Linked DNA regions of Pan troglodytes: region 1 is linked to region 2. A link is a contact called in public Hi-C data. All regions are on one chromosome and are shown on one strand. Each heading gives the region's core, a stretch centred on a gene start, on an enhancer-like site or on the middle of the called end of the contact. The rest is flanking DNA. Distances are from core to core; before and after follow the strand shown.

Region 1 (4,254 bases), core at 448-2,947, 390 kb before region 2:
CACATGGGTATTGCGTCTCTGTGTGCCTGTACATACTCTCTTATGTGGAATTGCAATGGCTGATTTGACTCTTCCAAGCTGGGGGCCTTTTAAGGGCAAAGACCACCCTCCAGTGGCCAGGCTGTCTTCTCCTCCCCATGGAGTGCTTGGTATATGGTGCGACCGTCAGTGTGAACAACCTAGTTCCACTGGAAGAAAGAGGCCTGTTATTGGACCCTTTGGGCTATGGCCATCGAGACCACGGGTAGCTTTTCTGCTCAGGTCATGCTCTGATATGTTGTCAAATAAAACACAGGACACTCAGCTGGGTTTCAGTTTCAGATCAACAACAAATATGCCTGTAACATAAGTATGTCCCACACATTGCCCGGGGCATATTTATAGTAATAAATGACGTTATTTTTCTGAAATTCAAATTTAATCAGGCTTTTTTTTTTTTTTTTTTGAGATGGAGTTTTGCTCTGTTGCCCAGGCTGGAGTGCAGTGGCGTGATCTTGGCTCACTGCAAGCTCGGCCTCTCGGGTTCACGCCATTCTCCTGCCTCAGACTCCTGAGTAGCTGGGACTACAGGCGCCTGCCACCATGCCCAGCTAATTTTTTGTATTTTTAGTAGAGACGGGGTTTCACCGTATTAGCCAGGATGGTCTCGATCTCCGGACATTGTGATCCGCCTGCCTCGGCCTCCCAAAGTGCTGGGATTACAGGCGTGAGCCACAGCGCCCAGCCCAGGCATCTTGTTTCTATTTATTTATTTATTTATTTATTTATTTATTTTGTTTTGTTTTGTTTTTGGCTAAATCTAGTCAATCCTATCCTCTGGTCTTTTCACAGAAGTCCTGCAGATCAAAGCCTTTGACCTAGGGCAGTGCTTTTCAAAGGGTGGTCCCAGGACAGCAGCATCAGCAACTCCTAGCTCAAAACAAGATCTCAGGCCAGGCGCGGTGGCTCATGCCTACAATCCAGCACTTTGGGAGGCCCACGCGAGTGGATCATTTGAGGTCAGGGGTTCGAGGCCAGCCTGGGCAACGTGGTGAAACCCTGTCCCTACTAAAAAAAAAAAAAAAAAAAAAAAAGAACAAAAATTAGCGGGGCTTGGCAGCACGCACCTGTGATCCCAGCTACTCGGGAGGCTGAAGCAGGAGAATCGCTTGAACATAGGAGGCAGAGGCTGCAGTGACCCGAGATTGGGCCACGGCACTCCAGCCTGGGCGAAAGAGCGAGACTCCATCTCAAAAAAACAAAAGCAAAAACAAAAAAATCCCAAAATGCCAGCCCCACCCAGAATGACGGAACCAGAGCCTCTGGGGGTGCTGGCATTTTGTGTTTGACCCCCTCCAGTGATTCTTTTGAGGGTCATTGACTGGAGAATGATGCTGATGCCATCACATTACCCGCCCCCAGCCTCTCCCGCAACACACACACAGCACATCCTGCTCTGCTGCGCACCCAGTGGCATGGACCTGGCTGCCAAAGGTGTAGAAGCATAAGTAACATCAGGGGTGTTACAAAGGGCTCTTTCCTTGGGTGTTTGTAGCTTCCCCTAGGGCTGCAGTCACTCGCAGACTGCTGGGCTCTTGGCCTCAGGGCTCTGTTCTGCCCGCCCAGATCTGTTCCTGAGCCTGCAGACGGCTGTGAACCAGAGAATCTATTCTTCAGGCGGGAGTTGCCAGTTGCGGCCAAGGGGGCGGGGCCCGGAGGCGGGAGGGCCACGTGTGCGGGAGGGAAGCAGGAAGTGACTGCGGGAGTGGAGCCGGCGAGCGAGTGGCAGCGGGGGCTGATGGAAGTGCAGTGGGGGCTGGAGAGGGCACCCTAGTGAGTTGGCTTTTCTCTCCTTCGGTGCCTTTGGTTGGGCTCGAGGCCCGGGGTCGGGGGCCATCAGGACAAGAGTGTGGGACTTGGAAGGGCAGCCACCTGGAGCTTGGAAGGGGGTACGCCTGGAGAGAGGAGGGGTTTGGAGGAGAAATTGGAGGCTTTGGCAGGTGGCGGGGCGGGGTGGGAGGGTGAGGGGCGGTGGGAAGGAAGTCCCCGGACCCCGGCTATGTCCCTCTGCAGGGTGATCTGGAAGGCAATGACATGCCTTCCTTTTACAGTCCTAACCCAAATCCTCTTCGTTCGTCCCTTCCAAGGCGGTGTGTGGGGGTACCCGGGATTCCTGGGAGCAGAGGCAGCTACAATTCCAGCTGCTCCCAGGCCCCTCCCACTTGCTCTGGCTGTTAGCTGGACCTCTGGAACTTGACTGGGAATCTGGTTAACTTGCAGCAGGTCTGGGTGGGGCGTGACAGTGTGCATTTCTAACCAATTCCCAGGTTGGGTGGTCCGCGGACCACGCTTTGAGTAGCGAGGCATTAGAGAACTTTTCCACAGTCCTCTCCGCCCAGACCTGATTCCTTCTGCTGGATTCCCCCTCGTGGAGTTAGGGCATGTGTGTGCAGCTCCACTAAGGCCCAGCAGCCCTAGTGCTGTTTCCACTTCTGCAACTTCACCATCCTCTTGAACTGACTCTTGGAAGCGGAACAACAGGTTTAAAAGGGGGAGAAAGGAAATAAAGAAAACAAACCTGTATCAATCAGCCGGGAATGCCCATGTGCTGCTGTGGCAGGTGTGTACAAGTCTACAGGCTGTTGGCATGTGAAAAGTTGGAACGGTCAGAGAATGATTCTCCCTGCCGCTAACGAATCAGGGTTGATGGAATTAATATCCCCATCGTGAGGAAGTCTGAGCCCCATTGTGTAAGCTGTGATGGAGATGCTGTGTCCTAAAGTTGTTACTGGTCTGCCGGTTAGAGAAAACTTCTTGTTGTCTTGGGACTCTGCCAGAAACTTTTTCTTCTCTTGAGACTCTGCAGAAAACTTTCTGTTCTTTTGGGACTCTTCTTTGCTCTTGCCAATCCCACATGGGGCAGGAGAACTCATTTTCTAAGCTCTTGGTATTGTAGAAGTTTTACCAGTTTTATTTATTTATGTATTTTTATTTTTTTTTGAGACAGAGCCTTGCTCTGTCACCCGGACTGGAGTGCAGTGGCGCGATCTCGGCTCACTGCAACCTCCGCCTCCCGGGTTCAAGCGATTACTCCTGCCTCAGCCTCCCGAGTAGCGGGGACTACAGGCACTGGGACTACAGGCACACACCACGACGCCCGAGTAATTTTTGTGTTTTTAGTAGAGATGGGGTTTCACCGTGTTGGCCAGGCTGGTCTCGAACTCCTGACCTCAGGTGATCTGCCCGTCTTGGCCTCCCAAGGTGCTGGGATTACAGGCATGAGCCACTGCGCCTGGCCAAGTTTTACCAGTTTTAATCTTTTGCTTTCCACAGTTTAATGTGCATAAGAATCCCCCATGGAATTCCACAAAATGCAGACCCTGATTCAGAAAGTCTGGGGTGAGACCTGAGTTTCTGCATTCCTAACTAGCTCCCAAGCCGGACCAGTGCTGCTGGTTCTCTGACCACCCTTGTAGCGAGGATTTAAAACAGCAAATAGAGAAGAAACTTCTCCGAGGGGCACTGGGCTTGCATTGCCCGTGATCAATGCTGCTCCTGTTGGGATGGAAAGGATGGTGGCCTCGGTCTTCCCTCTGTGTCCCTTTTTCTTACTCAGGAGGGTGCTCAGATATACATGGGGACAGGCTTAGACGGGTGTTTCCCTATCCCACTAACCACCAGGAACACCCACGAGCTCCCTCTGTTCTGTTCACCAGCCCACAAGATCCACATTGACTTTGGCCTGTTGGCAAATGTAAATTGTTTGCTCTCTTCTGTAGCTGTCAAGAGGCACATTCAAATACAGGAAAGAAAGGTGTTTTTGTTGTGCCCTGCCTTGGATGATAAGTACGGAGAGGATGATCCCTTCGTGCTGTTCTTTGTAAATGCTGTTTGAAATTTTATCCACAGCAACTCGGAATAGATGATTGGTGTAATGGTCCAGATGGCTTGGTTTAAAAACAAAGACCAACCCCTCTTTTTAGGGTGGCTTAGCACGATGACGGAGGTAAAGGGTAGTAGTTTTTTAAAAATGATTTTTTTTTCTTTAATTGGCGTGGTCACAGTTTTCACAGTTGGTGCAGTTCGTTCAGAGTGCGGGAACTAGAGTCTGATTCCATAGATGCTATTTATCTCAGAGTTTCTGGCACAGGGGCTGAGCCAGGGCTCACCTGGGCTCACCTGGACCTATACCCTTCCTAGGTTTGAGCCTGGGTGTGTTGCTGAGCCGCTTGGCACAAGGGCTGTGTCCACACTCTGCCATGGTTTCTTTCCAGG
Region 2 (4,403 bases), core at 134-2,633:
CTAGTCTCTGGCCCCAGAACCTACCTCTTTTGGGGTGTTCTAGGCTATGAGGCGACCTGGCCAGGCAGGAGGAGAAGCTAAGTGGGAGAGCCTGGGGGAGTGGGTGGGTCTTGTTTCCTATCAAGTTTAACTTACTGCAGACCCCCTCATACCTCACTGTATGTGTTCGGGGGATGAATAGGCAGTATTGATGCTATATAAGACCATGGATTCTGGGGCTTGACTCCCTGGGTTCAAATCCTGGCTCTTTCATCAACTGGGTCTATGACCTTGATGCATTGCTTTTCTTATGTGCCTCTGTTTCCTAATATGCAAAATGAGAATAATAGTATCTACCTCAGTGGATTGTTCTGACCATGAACTGAATTTCTCTAGGAAAAGCTCCCTGAGTGGAGCCTGGTGGATGGTAGGTAGCACTGTCTATGGTGAAGCTACTGCTCTTGCTTCCTGGCACACCCATGACACATCCTACAGCTAGATGGCCAGCCCGTTTCTGTTTCCGCTCAGGTCCAGGACAAGCACTCCCCACTCCCTGTCTCCCCAGGAGAAGAACTGTCTCAGAAGTAGCTTCCACTGTCTGCAGGGAATTGACATCCAAGCCTCGGGGCCCAGGTCCAGGAGCAGGGTCTCTGAGTGTGCCTGGCTACTTGGGGCCCAGGTCCAGGAGCAGTGTCTGTGAGTGTGCCTGGCTACTCGGAGCCCAGGTCCAGGAGCAGGATCTCTGAGTGTGCCTGGCTACTTGGGGCCCAGGTCCAGGAGCAGGGTCTGTGAGTGTGCCTGGCTACTCGGAGCCCAGGTCCAGGAGCAGGGTCTCTGAGTGTGCCTGGCTGCTCTGCCCTCCCACTGCTTCTACTCCTGTTTCTAGAGCTCCGTGCTATATAAGGGGCCTTCACATCCTTTGCCCTCTTTCCCCCGAGGCCCTCCCAGGCTGACTTTGTCATCTTATCACAGCATGGACTGTGCATGCTCATGAGCCCTGGCCCTGGTACTGCCCAGCCCTTGTCCTCAGCCTTCGTTGTGTGGTGTTTTTCTCTCTCCTGTGTCCTCCCTGGGAGCAGAGCCTGGGTCACCTCTTTTATGCTCTGCACGGGACCCAGAACCAGGCAATGCGTGGTCAGCTCTGTGCTAGGGGTGTCGACGGCAAGGGTCGGCCCCTCCAGACCACACAAGCACACGAGCTGCTTCCCTTTTGCTCCCCAGTTTCCTGGACTCATTTGGGGGCCCCTTCCATCTAACCACACAAGTCACCTTCTCAGAGCAAAAAGGAAGATGACAGTGCTGCCCCTCCCCCATCCGCTGGGCAGCAGCATCTCCTCCATGAGCAGCACAAGGGGCTTTTATGCTGCGGCCCTTTCCTCCTCTGCCACTGCCCCCAGCCACCCCCACCCAAGTCCCTGGCGACAGGGATTGGACATCTTGGCACAGGAAGCTGTCTCTGCACAACGTATACTCTGTTAGCCTGGAGCAGACCTTGGGGGAGGGAGGGCCCCGCCAAGCTCTCTGAAAATGGCAGTGTGGTTTCCTTGCGGCTTTCCCAGGCACTGGAGATGACGCACACTTCTTTTCTCTTCTCCGTTCCCACTGCTGCCCTGTCCGTCCTCCCCAACAGCTTGTTACAAGCGACTTGGGGAAGAAAGCAATTCTGTCTTCCAGGGCAGCCTGCTGAGGAAGGTCAGGCCACTACAGAGGGAGCTGTGGGTGCGGTTTAGTTCTGGGGGGCAGGGTCTTCATTTTAAAACATTCTGCTTGGTACGCCAAGAAAGGCAGCTCAGGAGCACTGGTGCTTGTGTCACACTCGTGGGGACATGTGGCACTTGGTGCTGCTTACATGCATTGCTCAGTCCTTGCTGCCATCCCAGTATGGACATGTGGCCATGGGGCCTCGGGAGGCAAGGGAAATGCTCAGAGGTTATTCTTCTGGTAAGAGGCAGATTCAGGATTGCTTTTTTTGAGACAGAGTCTCTGTTGTCCAGGCTGGAGTGCAGTGGCATGATCTTGGCCCACTGCAACCTCCACCTCCCAGGTTCAAGTGATTCTCATGCCTCGGCCTCCCAAACAGCTGGGACTACAGGCGTGTGCCATCACACCTGGCTAATTTTTTTTTTTTTTTTGTATTTTTAGTAGATTCGGGGTTTTGCCATGTTGCCAAGGCTGGTCTTCAACTCTTAAGCTCAGGTGATCTGCCTGCCTCAGCCTCCCAAAGTGCTAGGATTGCAGGCGTGAGCCACTGAACCTGGTAGATTCAGGATTTGACTTACTTCTGTCTAGCCAGGCATGGTGGCTCATGCCTGTAATCTCAGCTACTTGGGAGGCTGAGGCAGGAGGATCACTTGAGGCCAGGAGTTCAAGACTTACTTCCATCTGATTCAGAAGCCCGCGAATAAACTTCCTCTGCCAGCCTCTAGCAATCATGGAACAATCAAGAAAGCTGGAAATTATCATTCCCATTTTACAGAAGCAGGCTGTGTCCAAGAGCACACAGCAAGTGAGGGGCAGCTGCCATTCTACTTTCTGTCCCTATGAATTTGACTCCTCTAGGATTTGAACCCAGGTGCCCAGCTCCAGAGCCTGTGCTCTTAATTATCACTCTGCTGTTAAGTGACGTGCCTGGCTGTGACCCCAAGGTCTTCAAAACTCTCCCCCAAAGTCGTGTGGGAAATGGGGTCAACTCAGTTGTGAAAATGTCTAATCTCCCATTATGAATCCTTTGAACATTGACTATAGTAATTCCAATTTGTCAGACACTTTTTTTCCCCTGAGATGGAGTCTTGCTCTGTTGCCCAGGCTGGAGTGCAGTGGCCTGATCTCAGCTCACTGCAACCTCCACCTCCCAGGTTCAAGCGATTCTCCTGCCTCAGCCTCACGAGTAGCTGGGATTACAGGCGCCTGCCACTATGCCCAGTTAATTTTTTTTTCTATTTTTAGTAGAGGCGGGGTTTCACCAGGTCTCAAACTCCTGACCTCAAAAGATCCGTCCGCCTCAGCCTCCCCAAATGCTGAGATTACAGGCATGAGCTGCTGCCCTCAGCCCAGATGCTTCTTTAAAATCACACCTCATTTGGCTCATTAGGAAATGCAAGCCTAGGTAAAGAATCCACAGTGAGGAACAGATAGAGATTTTGTATTCGGTGTTAACTGGAAGAAAATATTTCTGTTAAAGATGGTTTTGAGTGTTGCTCCAGATGAGTGTTACTTTGGTAAGAACCATAACCCTTGCCAGTGCCGCCCAGCAGTGAGATACCGGGGGCAGGAAGGGGGAAAGAAGGGAAAACTCCAGACAGGTGGTACTGAGGTGATCTGGTGGCGTTGCGGTCATGACTCACTTCTCCAGCCTCACCTCCTAGACAGCCGATGTGCAGGGTCACTCCGAGGGAGAGCTACAGAGCAAGAGTGACCTGTCCTGTAAGTTCCAGAATAAGGAGCGATGCTGAAGTCATGCACCCCAGAAAGGTATGGAAGTCCTAATCCCCAGGACCTGTGACTGTAACCTTCTTTGGTGGTAGGATCTTTGCAGATGTAATTAGTTAAGATCAGCTCGTACTGGATTAGGGTGGGCCTAAGTCCAACATGACTGGGTACCCTTATAAAACAAGGAGGGATGACACATGCGGAGAGGACAGTGCCCCGTGGCCACACAGGGACACGTGGAGGGAAGACGGCCTTGTGGTAGTGGAGGCAGAGACTAGAGTCATGTGTCTAGAAGCTGGGGAATGCCACCAAGTGCCAGGGCCACCAGAAGCTGGAAGAGCCGAGGGAGGATCCTCCCCTAGAGCCTTCAGGGGGAGCATAGCCCTGTGGACAACTTGATCTTGGACTTCTGGCCTCCAGGGCTGTGAGAATAAATCCCTGTGGTACTTCATCACGGCAGCTGTTAAGAAACCAGGGCATCGGGTCTCCCTACCTCCATCGGCGTCTTCTCTGTCCCTGAGGTCCTCTCTTAGCTTTCTCCACTTCCTCTCACAGTTGGACACAAAGCCCCGAGGCCACTTTTTTTTCCTCTTTTTAAATTTTTAAAAATTTTTATTTTTTATATATATGTATATACGTATATATACACATATAAGTATATACATATATACATATATATGTGTATATATGTATATACTTATATGTGTATATATACGTATATACATATATACACATATACGTATGTATACGTGTATATATGTATATATGTGTATATATACATACATATATGTGTATATATGTATATATGTGTGTGTGTATATATATATAGATTTTTTTTTTTTTTTGAGACAGGGTCTCTCTGTGTTTCCCAGGGTGGAGTGCAGTGGCACCATCTTGGCTCACTGTAACCTCCACCCCCTGAGTTCAAGCAATTCTCATGCCTCAGCCTCCTGAGTAGCTGGGATTACAGGCACCTGCCACCACACCCAGCTAAT

The links. Hi-C and Micro-C count contacts between places; a contact is called where the count stands out from the background.
Region 1: a contact with region 2 is called in a Hi-C map of stem cell-derived neural progenitor cells, with 2.3 times the contacts expected there. The contact joins the promoter of SLC39A11 here to the enhancer-like site in region 2. A contact is called at or near these places in 1 of 7 Hi-C or Micro-C datasets (stem cell-derived neural progenitor cells) and 1 of 1 datasets of contacts at active chromatin or transcription factors (stem cell-derived excitatory neurons).

What each region holds. Positions count from the first base shown.
Region 1 is chr19:86,069,442-86,073,695 of NHGRI_mPanTro3-v2.0_pri, reverse strand. It overlaps SLC39A11 (solute carrier family 39 member 11), which reads left to right and starts at 1,697. Exons shown (of 10, transcript XM_001167322.6): 1 at 1,697-1,812.
Region 2 is chr19:85,676,556-85,680,958 of NHGRI_mPanTro3-v2.0_pri, reverse strand. All of the region lies in intron 7 of SLC39A11 (solute carrier family 39 member 11), which reads left to right. Among named protein-coding and RNA genes, the nearest start is that of SLC39A11, 390 kb to the left of the region's middle. Within about 2 kb of position 1,383, at least 4 of the 24 cell types and tissues checked have an H3K27ac peak or open chromatin away from gene starts, as enhancers often do. A contact at or near this core is called in stem cell-derived neural progenitor cells, where this site is marked.